Linked DNA regions of Zea mays: region 2 is linked to region 1. The links are chromatin contacts, called in public Hi-C maps. All regions are on one chromosome and are shown on one strand. Each heading gives the region's core, a stretch centred on a gene start, on an enhancer-like site or on the middle of the called end of the contact. The rest is flanking DNA. Distances are from core to core; before and after follow the strand shown.

Evidence for each region. A called contact is a pair of places that touch in the nucleus more often than the background predicts.
Region 2: a Hi-C map of tassel shows a contact between it and region 1, with 2.4 times the contacts expected there. The contact joins the promoter of LOC103655506 here to the enhancer-like site in region 1. A contact is called at or near these places in 3 of 25 Hi-C or Micro-C datasets (ear, leaf and tassel).

The regions. Positions count from the first base shown.
Region 1 is chr4:130,710,973-130,714,196 of Zm-B73-REFERENCE-NAM-5.0, reverse strand. No RefSeq gene overlaps it. Among protein-coding and RNA genes, the nearest start is that of LOC103653675, 16 kb to the right of the region's middle. Within about 2 kb of position 1,701, at least 16 of the 20 cell types and tissues checked have an H3K27ac peak or open chromatin away from gene starts, as enhancers often do. A contact at or near this core is called in ear, leaf and tassel, where this site is marked.
Region 2 is chr4:130,896,205-130,899,428 of Zm-B73-REFERENCE-NAM-5.0, reverse strand. LOC103655506 (MADS-box transcription factor 27) reads right to left here and starts at 1,683. Exons shown (of 7, transcript XM_020552601.3): 1 at 1,125-1,683; 2 at 428-506. The coding sequence starts at 1,306.

The sequences.
Region 1 (3,224 bases), core at 452-2,951:
GACTGCAGGGGGTGTTAGATACGTATTTTATTATGTCTAGGTATTATGGGCCTTGAGCCTAACCCATGTAACTCTAATATATGTATCACTCAACCCACTCAATGAGTTAGGGTTTCATTCTCCAATTGTTACAACCAGGTAGGTAGCAGTGTAGTTCCAAGTTTGTTCTTTGTATATCACCACCTTACATGCTTGCTACCTCTGTTCCGCGGAATTGAAAGGAGACCTAGCAAACATTGTCACGAAATTGATTCCATAACATGCAAAGAAGCAATGCTCCTATGTGGGATGGTCGAGCCTTAAGACTAGAACCTATGCTTGCAATTGTGCATTTCCCCTGGGATGTTGGATGATCTGAGGCATGCGACCTTGTCGTTGAAGATGCAAAGTTACATACTTGTATGACAATGTGACCTATGTAGCTGAGTAGTCTATGTCGCAGTGACATTTAACGACACCCCTTCCTACTAACTGACGCTTACTGGAGATTGGTATAGTTGATCTTGTAATTTGTTAGAGAACAGTATGAACGTATTTATGGTAGCTTGAATCTATGTATGAATTCACTTCGTTTTTCCATGTTTTCTTGTCTCTAGACCCATGCTGGCACCATATTGTTTCAGAATTCCTAGCTACATGTTGCCTACTGCCTACCAGCTTGCACAACTAGTGTTTTGTTTCAGATATACTATCTATCCTAAAAACAATGCTTTGTCGAATATTTTGGATGTCGTCGCAATGCACGGCACCTACCTAGTTATTCCATTAAATAAGGACATGTTCCTCTCACGGTGCCACCACGGCCCCTCCACCTCGACAACGCCGGCGTGCATGGCCATTCTCAATAGATGGATTTATGGCACTGTTTATAAAGCTGCCATGTAAATATTATTTGTTTAGAAAACAGAGTCTCTCATCTCCCAGACGAAAACTTTCTCATATTTTCTTCATTAAATAACATGCCATGCAAATGAATTTTTTTATAAAACTCCCACGGAGTATTGTCCAATAGGCTCTAAATTTCACTATAAACTCTCGATGAGATCATACTAGAATCAGACTATATTTCTATTTATTTTTAAAATAAAATTAATTAAGGTCACGTTCGAATCATAAAGAAATATTTGGATCGTGATCCATTACCGCCACCTCTACTCAATTTAGCGGGCGTGGCTAGATCAGATGGGGTACCGGCGTACCACGTGGCTAGATCGGATGGGGGTACCGGCGTACCGCTTGATTACCCGTCACGCATGTAATTATAGTCGTCGATGCATGCTGCATTTTGTTGATCGTGCCTCATAAGTCGCAGGCAGAATAAACTTGTAGCGTTCGTACGTACTTCGCCAACATGGAAGCATATTGGGACTTGAGGCTTAATTAGTACTACCTTCGTTCTTAAATATATGACACTGTTGACTTTTAAAAAAAACTTTGACCACTCGTTTTATTTAAAAAAATCACGAATTATAATTTGTTTTGTTATGATTTGTTTTATCACTTAAGATTGTTTGAACTTTACTTGTGATTTTACATTTTCGAATAAATATTTTGAATAAAATGAGTGATCAATGTTTAAAAAAAAGTTAACGGTATCATATATTTAAGATCGGAGGAAGCAGTAGCATTAGTTAAGGGTAAGTGGGGAACCCAAAACTTGTAGGGGTCATACTGATTTTCGTTTGGGCTTGGGGCCCAGCATTTTATTATGTATGGGCTTGGGTGGGCCTTAAGGGTCTTTTTTTTTGCGGTCGACTTATCGCTCGAATGTTGGCTGTGCTGAATATTCCTCGTTCGTCCTTGTATCGTTCTTCTGTGGTTCACAAGTCCGCTTCTATTTTTTTGGTAGTATTAAAAAGATACATCAATTGGATTTTCTTGGCTTAGCCGCTTAGGCTGTCAGATTCGAACGATCAAATCGTTGTGGCATGTTTATATGAGAACAAAAAAAAAACAGGAGTACGCCGGATATATGCCCTCGATTTGTAGTATGTGCTAATAATACCGTACCAACAAGGTCACGGATCAAATGTATCCATGCATGGTTCATGTGAACCATGTCCCATCCATCCACGCCACACCCGGTTCCAATCCAATTCCCACGTCCTTTTCCACTCTAATTCATGGTAGCGTCTGTTAGATGGTCTGAAAGGCGTCTCCTTCCTGCCGATGGGGACACGCGTGCTTTCAGCGACGTATCTTGACTCGGTTCGTTGCATTTGCATGATCAGGTAGCTATACGCCGATGATAATATTTGTCTTCGATCCAAGGTAAATGTTGAACACTAAGTGTTGAACGGTATTGTCCTAAGGTCCGGACATCCCGTGATCAGATTAATTCAGACGATTATTTTGTATGTGGTTATCCATCTAATCACGTGAAATTTATTAGCTATCGTCTAGAAATAGATCTACGAAGGGGCACGGACCATTAAGAACATTTGAACACAATTTCTTAGGAACACTCCTGGTAACCTGTCGACCCGGAGCACTCTAAGATCTCTCACTCAGAGGGCGAGATCTAGATTCCAGCAAATGGGATAACGATCATGCGCCATCACGGACCGACTGACCCAGAGCGCGAACCGTCCCGTGTGATATAGAGAAGATGTCGCTCCTGCGCCCAGGTCGCGGACCGTCCGCGCCGTCGCAGAGGGCACCGTCAGACGATATAACCTAGTAATTAGCGTATAGATCGACGTCAACATTAACCGTGCCCTGTATATGTGTCAGGTTCTTCTTGGGCGACGGCTATTGATAACTGCGACAAAATCTCGCCCGTCGGCACACAGTTTCGCTTTTGCCCCCACTTAGACGTGTTTCCAGATAGATATCCCCTACGAGAGCGATAGGCTTTGATGGTACCATCTCGTGCGCGCGCGCGCACACACAGAGCTGGTCTCTTAAAAAAAAACTGGGACGGGTGTATAGATGTCCAATAAGCACGAGGCTCGTGAGCTCGGCACGAAGCCCGGTCTGAGCCCGGCACGGCCCGGTTATATGCGGGCCCGGGCCGGTCCGGCACGAATAAGCGGGCCGGACTCGGACAGGAAATTAGGCACGGTGGGCTAGCCCGGCACGGCCCGTTTAGCTCTAAGCCCGTTAAGCCCGTTTTTTTTACACTAAAACGTGCTTTTCGGCCCGCATAGCCCGTTTTTTTCGTGCTAAACGGGCCAGACCGTTGCAGGCTGGGCTCGGACAAGAAATTGAGCCCGCGTACTTAG
Region 2 (3,224 bases), core at 434-2,933, 190 kb before region 1:
TCAAACCCTTTTATAGTGGACCAACTAGACAGGCAAACGGACGATATCCTTAGGTACTGAAACTATTTTTTTTTAATTAGAAAAGATCAAGCAGCTCACGCATGATAAGATCGATAAAAAGGTAGAATGCTTGCTGATGTGACGAGACCAAGACAAAACTTGGCCAAATTAGTTACCTTTTCTAGCTTCGGTGGTGAACCTGATCATTCATCCTTACATATAGAACCAACAAGGGAGGTCTACAAACTTTGATTTTTCTTTGATCTAGCTAGCTAAATCTGCTAATTGGCCGTGTAATTTTTTCTCATCCTTAAAACTATAAATTAAAGAATATATTCAAGATGAATGCAAAAACATATAGCAATCTTTTAATTAAACAAGCAAACACATGAGAATATACAGAGGGATTTATTTATCTAGAGCAAACCTTAAGCTCCGAGTTGGGATTTGTGACGACTTGCTGCTCTTCCTTGGCCTTGCCGTACCGATCTATAACTGATTTCATGCTGCACACAGCACAAATGGCAGTTTATCAACAACAAAAAACTATTATTATATGATTCAGTGAAAAATATTTAAGTTTAGCTACCTAAAAGCTAAATTCTTAGTTACAGAAGTTAGATCTAGGCTCTCTCCCTCTATATATTTAGGAAAGAAAATTCCAATGATACTAACTACTAGCCTAAAAAACTGCAGACATATATATATATACATATATATATATATATATATATATATATATATATAATATATATATATATATATATTATATCACAAAAGCGTATGTGTTTAATTTCCTACTGCAATGACATGTATTGTCTACCTTAGGACTTCTGTGCATATATATGGTGCATATGTCCATCATGAGTCCATGCATGATGTTTATTTAGATAGGAAGTTTCTAATTTCAGATCATAGAATGCAGTCGAGAGAACCTAAATAAAACAAGAACTACTATATTATATACTACTTCTGTTCTCGAATATTTCTCGTCCACTAATTATTTTTAAACTAAAACACAACAAATAAAAAAAATATTACTTCGTCAAGCAACAAGGAAACAACTGGCATTATTGAAGTATTAAACTAAAGCAGGCTGCAGGCCAGGGATGAACAGAAGAGACCTGGTGCTAGAGTACTCGTAGAGGCGGCCGGTGCTGGAGAAGATGATGAGGCCGACCTCCGCATCGCAGAGGATGGCCAGCTCCTTGGCTTTCTTGAAGATCCCGTTCCGGCGCTTGGAGAAGGTCACCTGCCGGCTCGTGGAGTTATCGATCCTGCGGATCACAATCTTTCCCCTCCCCATCTCCGCGTCCCCGGCCTCGATCTCTCTTCAGTCAACCTGCTGCTGCTCTCGCACGTTCGCTGGCACGAAACCTATGGAGATATGATTGTGGCCCTCTAACTCCAACGACTCGATCCAGGACAGGACAGGAGAAATTAAAGCTAATTGAGGACGACGGCAGGAGGAGATCTGGCGGGAGCTGTCGAAGAAGAATTAGCTCAAAAGCTGGTCTCCCAAGGGGGGGGGGGAGAGGAGGAGGGGGAAATATGGACGATGCTTCTTGTGGGAAGAACGATGGCTTTTCTTGGCGCAGGGTGGATGCAACTTGCGAGCAGACTTTCCCCTATCTGCTACTTGCTTTATTTAGCAAGGAAAGGGAAGAGAAGCTAGGCCGGACGCGCACGACATGTACACCCATTTCCTGCTTACCCTACCTCATCTCTGTGCTTTCTTTATTGGCTGCTGCTAATCACCCCTCAATGAGGGCTTTGTTTATTGGCTGGTGCTAATTAACCCTAATTAAATGATGCCTCTGTGCTAATGATAGCCCAGAAAATCGTCGCAACCACGAAAGGAAAGCTGGTGATGACCATTCTAAACAAGCTAGTTCCATCAACTATCAACTATAAGCAAGACCTTGGGAACTATAGTCAAGGAAGTAGAAAATAATTAACTATATATGATATATGTTGTCCATTTGGGATCAGAAGATTATATAGATACAGTTTTCACTATTAGGTCTCGTTTGTTTCTTTTTATTTTAAGGAATTGGAATCTTATTAATGGAATAGACTATTTTTTAGAATATGACATTCCACCACTTTTCAAAGTTACCATATAAGCCTATATCAAATTCATGGGGTGAGAGATGGAAATTAATTCTATAGATTTACATGCTATTTTTTCGATGTACAACTTATAGCACATTCTTCTAATTGCTTCGCTATAATATAAATATAGTATATAACTATCTCTCTTATATGATTTAGGATAATGTACAAATATATTACATATATAAATATATGAACTTAATTAGTTTTATCTAAATTATAATTATTAAAATTGAATTCAATTCCAACGAAATAAACGAACCTTTATTGTTATTGTATCCGTAGACTAGAGCGGTTGGCTTTACTTTGTGTGTACTAGTAATTTCTATATAGCTAAATGCAACGATCCATTTAACTACAATTTTTTTTTGGTTCAGTGCGACTAGAAACCCCAAAATTAAAGGTTATAGTCATTGACTCATTGTGCCATGTTCTCTCTATCTATATGTCTCCATATACCAAACAACACACAAGAGACAAACGGTGCTACATGATATGCTGCGCACAGAAGATCTGAAACGATTAGTTTGGTTTAGCGTGCTTAGTAGTAAAGTTATATTAAAAGTAGAGTTAAACTACTAAGGCCGATGGCGAAGATAATATTGTTGTGTTGTGCCCTAGACGACGGCTGACAGGTGCTCGTGGTGTCACCGCCGCCTGCCGGACGTACGGTTAGCCGACTCGTGGAGGCGCCGGTGAAGAATGAAGATTCGCAACAATATCTCGCACACAACTCACGAGAAGCCTACATGCATGCATGCCTGGCTGGTGCTACATACATGCATGTACGCAGTCATGTCATGCTGTCTATGCAGTTTTAGGTTTGAACAAATCAGCGCTACTTAAACAACATATTCTCTCTGTGCGCGCACACACATTGTGTTCACACAGACACACGGATGTGACACTACAGTACTAATTAAAGTACCTCGTGGCAATCTCCAACCGCTGGGGGTGAAAAACGTATACAAGTGCATACTAGTCATCTCGTATCTTACTCTAGTATTACTTATAATTTTCTCGGATACAGAATCGTGTATGGATAATTAAAATTCGGCACAGATACAGGACGAGATTATTTAATAATTTGGGCGGGTAAGAAATAGATA